Linked DNA regions of Rattus norvegicus: region 2 is linked to region 1. Evidence: chromatin contacts called from public Hi-C data. All regions are on one chromosome and are shown on one strand. Each heading gives the region's core, a stretch centred on a gene start, on an enhancer-like site or on the middle of the called end of the contact. The rest is flanking DNA. Distances are from core to core; before and after follow the strand shown.

Region 1 (3,132 bases), core at 20-2,519:
GCTTCTCAACCTTCCTAATGCTGTGACCCTTTAATACAGTTTCTCACGTTTTGGTGACCTCCTTATCCCAATCATAAAATTATTTTTGCTGCTATTTCATACCTGCAATTTTGCCACTGTCTTAAATATCTGATATGTGACCCCTGAGAAAGTCGTTTGACACCCTCCCCTCAGGAGTCTCGTCTAGTTTCTCCATTATGCCAGGCTTGTTCAAGGTCCCAAAGCACTCCTTGAAGATAGTTTCAAGTTACAACGTTGATTCACTCTTGGATGTACAGTGACCACAATTTCAAGCTGAGAGACACTAATGCTGCTATAGTCGCATTTGAGGAGCTGAAGAGATTTGTTCTCTACTTCTTGGGAAGACAAGTCTATCCTGGTCACTCTGTGTCCGGCTGAGGAAAAATAACCATCTAAGCCTTTTCGTATTAATTTTTTAAAATTATAAAAGTTAAAAATAAAACTAGAAGCAAGCAGAAAGAGAAAAAAACCCCACAATTTCACAAACCACTGGAACACAGGGTGAACACCTTGGTTAATTTATTCTATCTGTCCTCTCTGTGTCTCTCTATACATCATAATTTTAAAGGAAACGGACTTTGTGATTTGTTCTCCTGTGTCCTTCACAGTGGCAACTAGGATAATTTTCACTTTGTACCCTGCCATCCCAACATCCCCCAGCACATGTAAATACAGGGGATGCATAAGTGACTTAATTCCAGGGTATGATAGAAAGATACACAAATGAATGAATGTATGTATGAAGCAAGTCACCCATACAGTGGGTCTTGGTGAGGCAGGTCTTTAATCCCTGTACTGAAGGAGGCGGATTAATTTGAGTTTGGGCCCAGCCTGGTCTACCTAGTGTGATGCTGTCTCGAAAAAAAAATTTAGTGCAATAGGCACACCCACTTTGCTGTCCATCTTTCTGGAAGAATGGTTTCCTAAATTCAAATGACTGGCATCCGTTCTGCCACCCTTAGGGCTGGATCCACGCCTGGTAACCTCCAGGACCCAGCCCGTGGTCCAGGAGGGACGCTGAGAAGACTCAGAGGCCTCATGCCAGCAGACGCCTGGTCTCCATGCCGCCTCATCGGTCTTCAGAGCCGGGCCAAGATTCTGGGGCAGTCGGGGGTGTCCTCTGCGCCTCTTGCACGCGGACCCCACCACAGCCCCGCGCGCGCCCCCATCCCGCGCCCGAGGTGCGGACACCCAGGAGCCGGGTGGAGAGCTCCGCCGCGCCGTCCCCCAGTGATGACGCGCTTCCTGCCCTCCCGGCGCTCGCGGGCCGTGCGCTCGCGCTCGCCCTCGGCTCCGGTTCCGCGCCCGGAGCCAGCAGCAGCGGCGGCGGCGGCGGCAGCGGCGGCGGCGGCGCAGCGTGAGCGGAGCTGGCTGCACTCGGGGGCTGGCGCTCCGCAATGAGACAGTAGCTGCATCCCCGCGGTAAGGCGCGGCGCGTGGCGCTGCCCAGCTCTCCAGCCTGCATGCGCGCTGCAGGGATTTTTCAGTGCCTTTTCCCTCCCCTCTCTAGAAGGAATATGTGGGTGGTTTTCTTCTCGGGTTTGCATCTCGTAAGTGATGTCAATGTAGAAAAACCCTGTCAAGCTTCTAGATTTCATTGCCTATCCTAGGTTTTTGGTGTTTGTTTTTCTTCTTTGCAAGAAAAGAAAAATAAATTGCAATGAATGCACCTGTCTATTGCACATGTAGGTTTCGCTGCACTCAAGCCGGGTGCTGGGGTTTGCAAACAGTCTTGCAGCCGGAGTCCGAGAGCTGATCCCTAGCCTTAGGCAGCTGATCCCTTCTCGGGCTCAGTCCTCGGGTTTCCGGTAACGGGGTCGGAAAAGCGGCCGGGTCTGCACCGAGGAGCCCCCTGGACTCGGGCGGTGACCCCGGCGCCGACTGTGTTGGCTGAGAGCAGAGCGGCTTCATTCCAACACTGGCTGCCCCTACTTCAAGCGCCACTTTGCAAACAAGTCTCCCGCCTCGGCTTGTGGAGAAGACACTCCGGGCTGCCTCCTAGCCCCCGACTCTGAGACCTGCGGGTTGCTGGACTCCCCCTTTCCCTGGCTGTCTTGCCCATAACCAGCTGCCGGCCGAGGACCGCTTAGGGATAGCGCGGGGCGGAGAGCGAGGGCAGGGTTTGGACCCAGTGCGGCGGCCTCTAGTCTCCTTCCCCGACCCTCAGGAGCCGAGATTTCGCGCCGGCGGGGATCGGGAGGGATATGGAGCCTGGCTTTTCGGGGCCCAAGGAACGACGTTCAAGGGCGCCATATTTTCAGTGGGTTTTTACAGAGGCTAAGGGGGCGCCCACTTTCCGAAGCCCCCCGGGAAAGCCTGAGCGATTGTCGTTGGGAAAGTTTGCGCGCCGGGGCGAGCTAAAAGGTGGATGTCCCCACAAGGGCGCGCGGACTGCATCGCGTCACCCAGGTCTAGGCTGGGTCTGTGGGGGGTGGGGGAAAGCGGTGCAGGGGACCGATGCACGTGGCTCGCGGGTGTCACAGTGCAGGGGAGTCATAGCACTTGGGGCAGTTTGGCGCTGAGCACACGCCCCTCTTTTCCCCAAGCTACTGCTGCCAGCGCTCCGCCGGAGCTGTGCGCACCGCCTCTCCCTGGCCCGCGCACGTTGCTGAGCGTTTTCTTCAGTAACCCCCAGCCCCCAGCACTGGGGATCGCGGGGTGCTCCACCTGGCGCGGGAGCTCACTCCAGGCTGGAGAGGAAGCGAGTCGGTTCGTAGATGGGCCAAGGGCCTGGCTTATGTGGATCAGCCTGAAGCCTCCTGTCGTCTCCTAGCTTGTGGAAGCGACAGAAGTAGTAGCACTAGCGGCTGTGTGCCGGGTTTTCTCTGGCGCGGGGCTGGTGGAGGAAAGGGGGGCGTTTCCCGAAGTCGGGGCTTCAGGTGACTCGCGAGAGAACTTGTTTTCTTGATGCTGTTGATGGAGCAGAGATGGAAGGAGAGAAGGCAGTGCTAATGAAAACTAAGTACGGGTAATTTCCAGAGAATGGGAAGAGGAGTGAGCTGGTGTTTGGGGTTGTAGGGGGACACAAAGAATAGTAGCATGGTGTCCTGAGGAAGCGCTCCCTGGAACACGTAATTAAGAGCACCGTGGTACGCCTAGTGCCAGTTTTGA
Region 2 (3,087 bases), core at 50-2,549, 130 kb after region 1:
TCTGGGCAAGAGTCGAAGCTCTTCTTTCTTCTTGTCTCTGCAGTGTAGTTACCACGTAGCTCATTGCTTGTCGGGTTTTGTAAACTATGTGGTATGCATAGTATCACAATGTGTGCATGCCTGAAGGGTGGGTGCAGTGTTATTTATATATGAGAAAGCATCTGTAGCATTGGTGTTCCCGAGGTGCCAAGGACTTTGTGAGCCGTGCAGCAGAGGACTCAAGCATGCTTCCTTTGAGATTGTCATTTATTTTTGTTTTACCTGCTTTGTGGACATGGATGGAGTTTTGTTTTATTATTTGTTTTCAAAGATGTTTTCATGTCAGGTTTGTGTGAGTGAGAATTTGCAGTGAATAGGTTATGAAGTATAAAATAATCTCACACAATGCTTGGCATTGCTATGTCAAGCACCTGTAACCGTGTGTGTATGTGTGTGTGTGTGTGTGTGTGTGTATGTGTGTGTGTGTGTGTGTGTGTGTGTACCATGTTGGATGCCGTGCCCCTTCCATATCTGCCTTCACATTCCTTTTCAAAACAAGATTCCCTGTGGAAGGGCTGAGAAGATGGTTTGGTTGGTGAAGTGCTTGCCATACAAGGATGTGGACCTTTGTTTGATGCCCAGAACCAATTAAAAAGCTGAGCGTCATGACACATGCTTATAATCTCACCTCTGAGGAGGTGGAGACAGACAAAGCCTGAGAGAGACCTGTCTTCCACTCTCCTGTGCACACACACAGAGCCTGAGGAGAGAAGGAATGTTCCAGGGTGGTGTGGTCCTGATTTTAAGGAGTTGTCAATCAGGTACGAAGAGAAATTCTCAAATGCAGCTCATTTAATTGTGACACCTCAAATGATCTGATACAACTCTCTTTTTGAAGACACAGATGTGAATTTCAGGGCTACGGAAACTTGTCTGAGTGGAATCTCTTCCTGCCTTTGTGGTTCAGCTTGTGTGAAGTCCTTTATTGATTGAGGATTGGGCAATACTGAAAGCATGCTGGAAACACTCGGTTTTATTGGCAGGACTGGCGCCACCAGAGCGGCTCTGGAGTCCTGTGGATTTCTGCCCTCTCCTGTGCAGAAGACCCGTGCCCTTCCCTTCTGTTTTATGTGGATTTTTGGAGTTGTGTTGTTCTGCGTGAAGAATTCTGAACTTCACTGGGGATTCGTTTCGACTACAAATAAGACAAAAATCGTCTGGCAGACAAGGGAAGGAATTCACTCTATGTATTGGTAGTTGCCTCATTATCTCAGGCCCTTTGATTTTGTCTTTGGGCACACATTCGCTTCTAGACAGCTGCACAGCCCCGAGAGTCTCATCACATGGCTTTTCTTCCATGGCTGAAGCCCTGGTGTGTCTCTGCTTTAGATATTGCCAGCCTCAGCCCACATCAGCTTAATTGGACAGAGTTTCTGGGAGGCCAGTGATAGGTCAAAGCCATACTCATGTGCTGGATGCCAAGCAGTCTCCATGGCAGCCGTGTTTCCTGTCCCATTTTAATGGCAGAAAGATTTTATTTTTGTTTTGAAACAGTTTTCTTTACGAGTTCATATAGGTTTTCTGTGCAATTGCATTTCAAGCAAATACATGACAGGGACTTGTATTTTGATAAACAAGCTTTATTACAGAGGCACAGGTTTGAGTTTGAAGGGGGAAGGGGACCCCCATGTAGTGGTATTTCTCTAAGTTTGATGGTGTAGTGTGATTTTGTAGATTGGAAAACACTGCCGAGAGCCCTCTATTTTTTCCTGGTGAGGACACCGCCTCATTTCCTTCATTGATGATGGGTGAATGAAGTTAATGAGCATATACATTTCTTTTTACTTTTTTTTTTTTTTTTTTTTCTTTTTTTTTTCGGAGCTGGGGATCGAACCCAGGGCCTTGCGTTTGCTAGGCAAGCGCTCTACCATTGAGCTAAATCCCCAACCCCCTTTTTACTTTTAAGGTACAGATTTATTTACTTCCTCTGTGTGTGTGTGTGTGTGTGTGTGTGTGTGTGTGTGTGTGTGTGTGTGTGCGCGCACGCGCGTGTGTTACACTGGCATGTATTTATTTGCACATGGCTTATGCCCTTGCCAAATTATGCGTAGGGAGGTGTGTAACAAGTTCCTGTTACCTGAAACACTCCTTCTTGGCCAAAAAATCATGTGCACATCTTTAATCTCAGCATATGGGAGGCAGATGCAGGGGGATATCTGGGAGTGTCTGGTCAGCTTGGTTTACATGGTGAAGTATAGGCTAACCAATAGGGTGAAAAAAGCCTGTCTTCAAAACAAAACAAAACAAAACAAAACAAAACAAAACAAAACAACAAGCTCATTTAGTGAAAACTTACAAGTGTCAGGAAGTCCCTGAAATTTACAAGGCCCCTGCTCTAAGGTTATGTAAGCAGTGTATAAGGACTTCTGAGGAGTGGGAAACTCTGGACTGTTTGAGCTATTTGTGAGTTGTGTAGAGTTTCATATTTCATGAGTTATGGAGGGGGGATGTTTGATGATGCAGCTCCCTTTCTGTCATTCATGGACCTTACTCATACTCTTGTAAGTGACTCACTGGTTCACTAATTTTGACTTTGATGGTGTCCTTATTTTGGTCTATCATCAGTTCCCTATCCAGAGTGAATAGACATCTCACTTCATCTTCGTAAAAATAGTTCACACAACAGGAGATCAGAAGACAACTTCTAGGAACCAGTTCTCTTCTTCCCTCATGTGGATTCTAAGGACTGAAGTCAGACTTGGTGGCAGGTACCTTTGCCAGCTGAGTTTGTAACATTTCAATGGTGATGGTACAGTCTGAAGCCTGTCATAAGCCCATCTTGCACCTTCGTAGTAGCCCTTCTTCCCCTGCCCCCTTTGAAAAAATTTCAGTGTGGGAGATTGAACACAGGTCTTCATATACACTAGGCAAGCATTGGGCCACCAGGCTACACTTCTCAGCCACATTTCATCTGTTAATCTGACTCTGTCTGCTCACTCTGCTTCCTTTAGCCTGTTCTCTCCTCCCCCCTCCTCCTAACAGATTATTATCTGAACCACTATTAATAGAAAATTGTAGTAAAGGTTGAAGTCTTTGCAACAAAATAGT

What was found. A called contact is a pair of places that touch in the nucleus more often than the background predicts.
Region 2: a contact with region 1 is called in a Hi-C map of liver, with 4 times the contacts expected there. The contact joins the enhancer-like site here to the promoter of Tln2 in region 1. A contact is called at or near these places in 2 of 12 Hi-C or Micro-C datasets (kidney and liver) and 1 of 1 datasets of contacts at active chromatin or transcription factors (oligodendrocytes).

Annotation. Positions count from the first base shown.
Region 1 is chr8:77,131,498-77,134,629 of GRCr8, reverse strand. Tln2 (talin 2) reads left to right here and starts at 1,269. Exons shown (of 59, transcript NM_001419941.1): 1 at 1,269-1,443.
Region 2 is chr8:77,006,348-77,009,434 of GRCr8, reverse strand. All of the region lies in intron 2 of Tln2 (talin 2), which reads left to right. Among named protein-coding and RNA genes, the nearest start is that of Tln2, 130 kb to the left of the region's middle. Within about 2 kb of position 1,299, at least 4 of the 93 cell types and tissues checked have an H3K27ac peak or open chromatin away from gene starts, as enhancers often do. A contact at or near this core is called in liver, where this site is marked.